Regions from separate parts of the Mus musculus genome. Here region 1 is linked to region 2. A link is a contact called in public Hi-C data. All regions are on one chromosome and are shown on one strand. Each heading gives the region's core, a stretch centred on a gene start, on an enhancer-like site or on the middle of the called end of the contact. The rest is flanking DNA. Distances are from core to core; before and after follow the strand shown.

Evidence for each region. A called contact is a pair of places that touch in the nucleus more often than the background predicts.
Region 1: a contact with region 2 is called in a Hi-C map of muscle stem cells, with 2.7 times the contacts expected there. The contact joins two enhancer-like sites. A contact is called at or near these places in 2 of 39 promoter capture datasets (embryonic stem cells and macrophages), 2 of 15 datasets of contacts at CTCF or cohesin (embryonic stem cells and large pre-B cells), 12 of 484 Hi-C or Micro-C datasets (B cells, Sertoli cells, bone marrow-derived macrophages and 7 more), 5 of 115 datasets of contacts at active chromatin or transcription factors (bone marrow-derived macrophages, embryonic basal ganglia, embryonic stem cells and 2 more) and 4 of 9 other capture datasets (adipose tissue, embryonic stem cells, liver and 1 more).

Annotation. Positions count from the first base shown.
Region 1 is chr7:132,778,596-132,783,078 of GRCm38.p6, forward strand. Fam53b (family with sequence similarity 53, member B) reads right to left here. Exons shown (of 5, transcript NM_001381858.1): 2 at 541-790. The coding sequence starts at 618. Among named protein-coding and RNA genes, the nearest start is that of Fam53b, 33 kb to the right of the region's middle. Within about 2 kb of position 2,741, at least 98 of the 459 cell types and tissues checked have an H3K27ac peak or open chromatin away from gene starts, as enhancers often do. A contact at or near this core is called in liver, muscle stem cells and uterus, where this site is marked.
Region 2 is chr7:132,653,719-132,658,218 of GRCm38.p6, forward strand. All of the region lies in intron 6 of Lhpp (phospholysine phosphohistidine inorganic pyrophosphate phosphatase), which reads left to right. Among named protein-coding and RNA genes, the nearest start is that of Lhpp, 45 kb to the left of the region's middle. Within about 2 kb of position 3,068, at least 146 of the 459 cell types and tissues checked have an H3K27ac peak or open chromatin away from gene starts, as enhancers often do. A contact at or near this core is called in liver, muscle stem cells and uterus, where this site is marked.

The DNA of each region.
Region 1 (4,483 bases), core at 1,491-3,990, 120 kb after region 2:
CACCAAAGGGCTGAGTGTGAAGCCCATCACCACCTGGTAGAGGGCAAACAAATGGGTGATTCGAGGAGGGTAGGTGACGAGACATGCAGTCAGAGGGCAGCTGGACTTGCCACCTTACTGCCAAATTGCGCTTCCTTTCTCTCTAATCTACCACTCTCGACCCTCAGGTGGTGGCTCTCATGCGGCACTGCCCTTTGAGACAGCCTTATCTCGGCTCGTCCTCTGGCACCCTCATCCTGGACGCCAGCCACCTCTCTCTTGAGGTGGAGGTGAACAGAGTGCTGGGCTACTCTGAGCCGCCTCTGGCGTGACCTTCCTACCCCGTCAAATCGGCTCTAACCTGGATCCAGCTATTGTCTCCCTGAGTACAAATCTACACTCTGCTCCTTTGCACACAGTCCCAGCCTCGACCCTCTCACAGAGCTCTGCTCACTTCCAAGTTGTTAGGCCCAGATGCCCATCCACAGCCACACCACAAGCCCTCCCTGCACCCCAATGCCACAAAGGAGGAGAAAGAAATGCAGTGCTTGAGGTCCTCACCAGTTCAGGGATGAAGGTCCTGTGTGCTCCAGAGTCAGCTCCCTGGTTGATGAGGCTTCTCCTTAGGATCATCACCATGGTAAGGACCTCAGGAACTGGGCTGCATCCCAGGCTGGGCACAGGCCATCTTCAGCGGGGAAGACTTGATTAACAGTGATACCTGGGCATTCCGGAGAGTGAGGTCACTAGAAACAGCTCCCCATCAGTTGCTCAGACTGGCCTCTGGGAATGGCCAAAAGTAGTCAACGGCCTGGAAAGACAAAAAGACAAGCAACGGGCTCAGCACTAGGAAAGCCTCAGGTGTAATGCAGAGAACTCCACAGGGATGGAACCATATCCTTACTAAAGGAGGTGCACTCTGGGAGGTCACCAAGGGCAAGAATCACTTTCTTAGATCTCTCTCTCTCTCTCTCTCTCTCTCTCTCTCACACACACACACAAACACACACACACAAACACACACACACCCCAGCTAGCCTTAGACATCTAATATAGCCAATGCTCTGCCAGAGACAGCAACAAATTTGGACCCACGAGACATCTTCAAGACCACAGGTTCTGAGGTGCTAGCAATATGTGGTTCCTGGCAATCCAGCATCTTATCACTGGCTGGGCTGGCTTTTGCAGGCACACCGAGCTCACATTAGGACAAGTTTAGACTGGCAAAGGATCAATATTCCTCATCCCCACATCCAATATCAAAGGGGGCAGGGGATGCAGAGCTGGCCACTGGCTTACCTCATCTACCTTCTTAGGAAAACTGCTACAAACAAATCAGGAAGGTCTATTTAAAGACACGTGTCCCATCCTTAACAGTTGTGGTTTTGTCCCTTTCCCCAGAGTGGGCCACACCAAGTGACCTATGAGCGACTGCCCAGACCTCCTCGGCACTATCACTTGCCAAAGATCATCAGGCAGCCTCCTTGTTCATGACGTCCCACCAAGCAAAGGAAGACACTGCACAGGTCTGAAAAGCCACTCCTTACAAGGTGACTTCCCTGATCTTAATACCCCATCCCTATCAGCCTGCGATTTGACCTTCAAAGGAAAGTCACATGGACAGAAGGACTGGAAGATCACCATCAAAATCTAAAAAATAACGGTAATCATAGCAATAAAGAAAAAGAAAAGCGGCTTCTAATCTGTGATTAAAAACGGACTGTTCAGCACTAATGTTTTAGAAGCTGCTGTGTGAAAGTAGATGGCACCTGGCATTCACTTCCCATCCAGCTTGTCAGCCATGTTCTCCTGTTTACTTCCACTGGACTTTACAGTGGTGCTCCTGACTCTGCTATTACAGGCCGGCTGGTGAGCACAGGAAACCAACCTTCTAACTTCTTCGAAAACAAGGTTCATCCAAAGTGCAAAATCAGGGGTGGGGAGGAGGGTAGTCAATGCATTTATAAAGCTTGACTGTTCAGGAAAGGAGGCGGGGGGGGGGGGGGTGGTGGTCAAGAGTCCCCCGTGGCGCTAGGAGACCTGCTTCATGCTTCAGTACCACATCAGTCTACAAACTGTGTGTCCCAACCAAGTGTGATGTGTTTAAGGAAAGAATGTCAAACCATTCCGCCTAGTTCTGGCTCAACAGCAGGGCCAGAAGTGCCCACTGGCCCCCTGCAGGCTTGGATCAGGAACAGGCCAGGAGGGGTGCCCCTGGATTCGCCCTTCAAAAGGGCCCTTTGTGCTGCCTCAGCAGGGGAGGCCTGATGGCAGCCATCACCTTCTGGGTGTGAACCTCAATTCAGCTCTAGGGCAGGCAGCCATTGGCACAAGGCCTGAGAAGTAAACTCAGCATTTCCTTCTCGGAGGTGACTGCTAGCCTTGGTGGTCATAAACTCGGAGCCTAAGACCAGCATATTTGGGTTGGAATCTTCCCTCTTGAAATATATTGATTTCTCTGTGGGGCCCAGTTTCCTTCCCTCTTGATAAATAAGAAATAACTCTAGCTGCCCTTAAGGTTATTGTATCCTAGGGAAGCAGAGGTCAAGCGTTTTCCTCTGTGTCCGGTTCATCTGAGAAATCACTGACAGCAGCTACTACCGCCAGTTTCATGGAGGAGTCCCAACCCTCTTTCCAGGGGTGGACATCCAGTCATCCTTTGCAGCTGACTTAAATTCCACCAGCAGGGGCCTGGCTGTATCAGGGTCCATCCCTCTGCTGAAACTGGGAGGCCAGTAAAAGCAAGACTATGGAGATCTGTTGCCATGGAAACATGACAGCCCTTCCAGCCACAGCTCTGCACAAAGCTGAAAAATGGGCATCCGTACTCTTACCAGCTCCAACCCCACTTTAGCCCCTACAAAGGGGAGCTGGCAGAGGCAGCACTTGGGGTGGAGTACTATAAGCACCTGTGTACCCGAGTGGTCAGTAAATGGCCAAAGGTCTGGAGAAGAAAGGAATGTGGCCTCACTCCTGCCCTCACAGCTCTGAAAAGTGGCAGCACTATATACAAGCTGAGAGCAGGGGGAAGGGCAGTGTGTGTGTGGGGGGGAGGGGGGTATTAAAGCCTCCCCTGCACGGAGCCCAGGGCAGGAACACCCTGGCTGCCCACTCACAGGGGACTGGCTAAATAAACTACAGTAGAGTTGTATGGCTGAAGGCTGTGTGGCCTTTAAAAACGGTTGTAATGAAGCAGTCAGAACACGATATGGGGAATGGTATGCACTCTGGCAGCCATGCTGCAGGACAGAGAGCTGGAAAGACCCTGAGCTCTGAGAGCCACGCTGAATGCAGACTTTATTCTGCAACATGGTGGCTCCCAGGAGCTGTGGCTGGAGCTGGCTTCTGGGATCAGCTGGAAGAGTCTCTGCCCTTTACATGCCTCAGCACAATCCCTTGAACAAGTTGAGCTCAGCACACACTTATGGAATTAGGCTAAATCGCAGCAGCTTCTTCGAGTCTGGGTATATATAGACCTGGAGAGGCTAATCCAGACCAGCAGAGCTTGGCACAATCTCAAGTTGCCGAGGATTCTTTCGACCAGTAAGTAACACAGGCTCAAAGAACCCCATCAGGGAATGCTGGTCCCTGTCCAGCGACCTAGACCAGTGTAAGAAGACCTCTTTCCAGAGAATAAGGGACAGGTGATTCCAGGAGGGTGGGTGACAAGACTGAAACCTAGCTGTCTTTGAAGCTGTCTTCTGTCTTTGAGGCTGCCGCTTGACCCAGCTGGCTTTCTCTGTAACCTCACTTAGAACAGCTTCTATCTACTGAGCACTACCTTGGTGTGTCTCTAAGGAGTCACCAATTCCCAGTGTAGCCATGTTAAGGGGGCATAGGGCAGGGGCATGGTGCTTTAGCAGGTATCATGGGACTGAGTTAATTAAAAAAAAAAAAAGTTATAAAAGCATGTGCCTGGCCACACCTGGCCACGCCTGTCTCACTTTACGTTCTCTCCCTTTCCACATAATGTGGTATCATTTATCATTTGCCTCCAACCTTTCAGAGCTGAGACAATTCTTCAGCCATGCCATGAAACCTTCCCTCTTAATAAAGTCTATTCTTTATAAAGTTACCCAGCTTCAGTTATTTTATCATAGCAGCAGAAAATGAACTAACAAGTCAGGCATTATAGCTCATGCCTATAATCCCAGAATTTGAGAGGTGGGGGCAGAAGGACTAGGAGCTCCAGACCAGCTTCAAATATATCATACCTGGTCTGAAACTAACATCACTCCAAAATAAAACAAACTCATGCAATTACCTACTATGCTAGTAAAAGCTGCTCTACACACATTAGCCGTAAAGTAGGCTCATGTTTCCCCATTTCACAGACACATGAAGAAGCTCACCAGCACTGAGTCCAAAAGCTGGGCTCGGATCCCTGGTGGATCAGCTCCCACGCTTGTAACTTCCCACAGGCGCCCACCTGTCCATCCCACGCGTGCCCCTCAGAAACCCACTCAGGCAACTACCACACAGCCTAGCAATCGATCACATTCCT
Region 2 (4,500 bases), core at 1,818-4,317:
CATAAGAGGCTCAGTTTGTGCTGTTGGACCTGAGCATTGACATGACAAGGGATCTAGCTATTAAAGCCCTAGAGACACTTACAGGTGTGACAGCCATGACGCCTGGAGAAGTGACTTGTCCCAATGCGAACATGCAAGAAACACTGTTTTCAGAGACCAAGTAGGGAAAGCAAGCCCAGCTCTGATTTTCCACAGTGAAGACAGTTTGAAGTGTTGATACTTCATTAGACTTACTGTTAGAGACCCTAACCCTGACCTCTAACCCTAACATTGTGCATGTTACACTATTAGTGGTAAATTGTAGTCTAACCCTAACCCTAACCCTAAACTTTTGTGACTGGAGATGTGTATTTGTTCCTACACTGTCCCTTCTCACTACAGGGGACACCCTTAAGTCATAGATGCACCCTTAGGTGGCCTGACTGCACGCTGATGTTCCTTAGCCCTAAGAGGAGGTCGCCATCCTAGCAGCCACTTTGGCATCCTGCCAAAGAGGGATCATAGCCCCCCCCCCCCACACCCACCCCAGTTCGGCAACTCTGCTCCCCTGCAGTGCAAGCTCTCTGTGTGTGCCTGTGAACAGCCTCTGAATTCAGACAGGCCCAGGTCCCTTTCTCTCATCTTGTCCCTTCCATATTTATCTATCAGGTCAGAGGACCAGCTATCAGTGAGGTAGCTTTACAAAAAAGGCCTGGCTGTGGGGGCCTCTGACCCAGAGCAGATCCTGAAGTGGGTCATTTGGTCTCACCCTTACACCAGGGAGGTCTCCTCATGGTGCCTGTGGATGACGCAGGCAGGGTCTGGTTTCTAGGCCACGCTTTTCTCAGAGGCAAACAGGAACCCTGTATAGCCTTAAGCTCCTGCTGTGCTCATGTGGAGCTCTGGAAGGGCCCTCACAGAATTCTCAAGGAAACTGTATCCAGGAAGGTCTATCAGAGCTCTCCCAAAATAGACCCAGCTGCCTGGAGTGGTGTGAACTCCCTACCCAGAGTGAATCCCAGTGGCTGGTGACTGTCTCACTCAGAAGAGCAGAGGAGGACTGAGTGCCGGAAACTTGAGTAAAAGGCCCAAGGTGTCAGCATTAGGCTGACCAGTACTGGGCTAGCCTCTGGCCTGGCTGCATCAGACTCCAGCGTTAGGCTGACCAGTACTGGGCTAGCCTCTGGCCTGGCTGCATCAGACTCCAGCGTTAGGCTGACCAGTACTGGGCTAGCCTCTGGCCTGGCTGCATCAGACTCCGGCGTTAGGCTGACCAGTACTGGGCTAGCCTCTGGCTTGGCTGCATCAGACTCCAGTGTTAGGCTGACCAGTACTGGGCTAGCCTCTGGCCTGGCAGTATCAGACTCTTTCTCTGTACTCTGGCCCCTAGGACCTCCGGTACTGGAGGCTAGTCCTATTTCCTGTTGATAAAGGGGAAATGGAGCAACCTCTCGGAGGATCCTAGAGCTCCCACTACCATTGTGCCACCTCCCGGCTGCAGATGCAGAAACTGAGGTCCAAATGGAGCAGGGCCATCAGTGTGGGGCTGTCCTGCACTCATGCCGCCTGCTCCACCTGCTCTATGATCGTCACCTTTAAGTCCTAGATTGTCATTGCTAAAGCAGTGGTCAGTGGTCAAGATCACAGAGCACAGGTGGTGGCTGTGCCGAGTAGAAAGGAGAGGAACCAACTGTCAGCAATAAGTGACTTTCACTGCACACCATGCCTTCAGGGGACTCCTGTGCCAGGACACTGTTGTAAAAGCAAATGATCTTTCAGGGTGCACTTGGCTTGTCCGTGATTTGTGAGTTTGGGACTCCTTAAAAAGGGAAGCCATCTCACCAGAACTAACACCTGCCCGCGCATGCCCAACCAGAACAGCCCTCGTGGGAATGACTGGAGACACAACTCTGCCTGCCCCAACACAGCCTGGATGGCCCAGGAAGCGAACTTAGTGGCAGCTGCCATATTCCCATGCTTTTATCTTGTCCCGAGCCTCCTTACGGCCCCCAAGCACATCCAGAAAGCACTGCACACTTCAGACAGGGCTGCTCCAGGAAGCAGGGGGTGGTGGCTGTGAAATCTGTCTCTGTGCCCGTGACAGGTAAGGATGGGGCTGTCACACACACTGTCTTTACAGCACTCTCTGGTGCACGGTGGAGGGAGAGGCAACCTTATTTCACCCCTTGCTCATACCCAGGCTCCACATGTCAGCCAAAAGGCCGAGCTCTTTTCTGTATCCGTGCAGCCAGTTGAAGCCCACTCCCCTTGCTTCTTGTCTGGACAGGGTACTTGGGGAGTATTGGGGAGGGTGGAGCTCAGAGAAGACACCGAGGGCACCTGGTGGAGTTCAGCATCCAAGATACATTGGCCTTCTCTAATCTACTCTCCCCTCCCCTCCCTTCATTGTCCTTTCAGTCCCATCCTTCCTGAGCCCCAACATCCACCTGGGCCTCATTCAGACGCAAAACAATCTTTCCTTTTCTTCTTACATGTACCGCCTCCTGCTCTGGCCACAAGAGGGCGCCTTGTCACCAGGTTCTGGGAGAGTCAGCCCTTCCGGAGTTCAGGACTTGAACACACAGATCACACGCAGCAAGCACATCAGGCCCCAGTGCACCCTTAAAAGCACTCACAGCCAGCCTCCCTGTCCCTCCGCCCCTTACACTCACATATTCACATCCATGCCAGCTCGCTCCCATGTATGCTCACCCTGCCTGCTCCCCTGTTGCCGTGCGTCTTTGTCACTCTGTGGTCTGGCCACCTTGCTAGACTCAGGGCAGGCTGGGGTCTAAGGAACCACAGCAGCTTCTGTGACCCATGGAGGCTTTTTTGTGTTCTTCTCCAGCTGGGACCTTCACAGGGGGAGAACCCAGAGAACTGTGTGCATTCTGGGCCTGGGGTCCCTGTGACACCACAGTCCTTGCCCACTAAGTCCCCTGATGTCCCCTTCTCATTCTTTCTTTGAGCCCTTTGTCATGCTGTGCTCTTCCACCCCTGTCTCCGTGTGTCCCCACCCCCATCCTGGGCTTTGCCTAGATTCTTTATGGGCTTCCTTTATCATAGAATCTCAGTATCTTTCCACCAGCAGGGGGCGCCACTGGCTCTGGGTGGGGAATAGAGAGGCATGGTGACTTTCCACACCATGTGGCAACACTAGCTCCCACCCCAGGCCTGTCTATACTCCAGACATGCGTTGCTCCAGGAAATAGGGAAATGGCTTGGTGAGCAAAGCACTTGCCTTCCACACACACCAGTTACTAGAGGAAGAAAAATGTACCTGTGTGCCACAATGCTCAGTGTGTACTTAGACGGCATGCTTATCTCTGCGCCCACGTGCGTTTGTGCAAGGTGTGAAGCACTCTCCACGCCACCTGGCTGCATCCTTCCTTACCTTTCCCCTTACTCCTCCGACCCCCACTGTCTCTCCCCACCCACTACTCCATCACTCCCCACTGGCCTTCATTGGGGAGCATGAGCTGTGGTCATCAGACAGAGCTATAGAAGCATCCCAGCTGCCCCCATTCCAGCCTCTCCCTAAGTGTCCGTCCGTCCTCATGGGCAGACTTGCTTGGGTTGGCCTGCTGGTAAAGGCTTTAGGAAGGCAGTGAGATTTCCTGACTTCTATCTCTTTTCATTTTATCTGTTTGGTTTTTTGTTTGTTGTTGTTTTTTGCTTTTGCTTTTCAGTCTCCTGTGTCTAAATTATACAGAGAGCCTAGACAGGAATGGGGCAGTGCTTGACAGAAGTGTCGGGCAGCTGGGGTACCATCAGCCTGCAGGGCGCTGTGGGGCTGCAGTGGGTCCCCACGCTCGAGGCGTCTGATGTCACTGAAGAGATGGGCTTGTTGTTGGCAGTGGGCTTGGACTCTGTGTGCCACTGCATGGCAGCCCCAAAGGGTTCAGATTACAGAACCAAGACGGGCCGTTTCAGGTTTTTCCAGGCTGTGAATGCCAAGTTCCAGTTCTGCCCAGCTCCCTCAGAACCTGGGGGCCATGGTAAAACCCACCAGCCCCTCCCCATGCTGTGCCCTAAGCAGCTCCTGTGACCTGGGAAGGTGGTTATCCTGCCTTAGAATCAGAGCGAGATTGGTGAGCCCTGACCTCTGACCTGTTAAAGAGGGAGGCTCAGCTTGGGGAGTCTGTGAACAGCAGGCTGCTCTGGCCTCCGTCTTAAGCACATCTTTCTGTGAGCCTCTGCTACCTCACAGCTGGGTACGTTTATTCTGGAGTGTACCAGGAGTCTCGGCCCGAGGATACAGATGCTCATGGGCAGTCGTGTTTCCGGTAGTGTGTAGCATTTTTGCTGTCCTTATTAGTTTTTTTCAGGGGTGGGGTGGAACAGACTGGAGAGGAAGGGGTTAGCCTTCTTGGAACCTACTACTGAAGAGGAAGCTGAGTTTTTTCCACGTGAAATAGTTTAAAATAAACTTCGAGGGGGACGCAGACAGGGCTGCTGCAGCCAGATGGAGGAGCCTAGGGTGTGTGTGTGTGCCCCAGCTGGTATCTCGGCTCCTGCAGC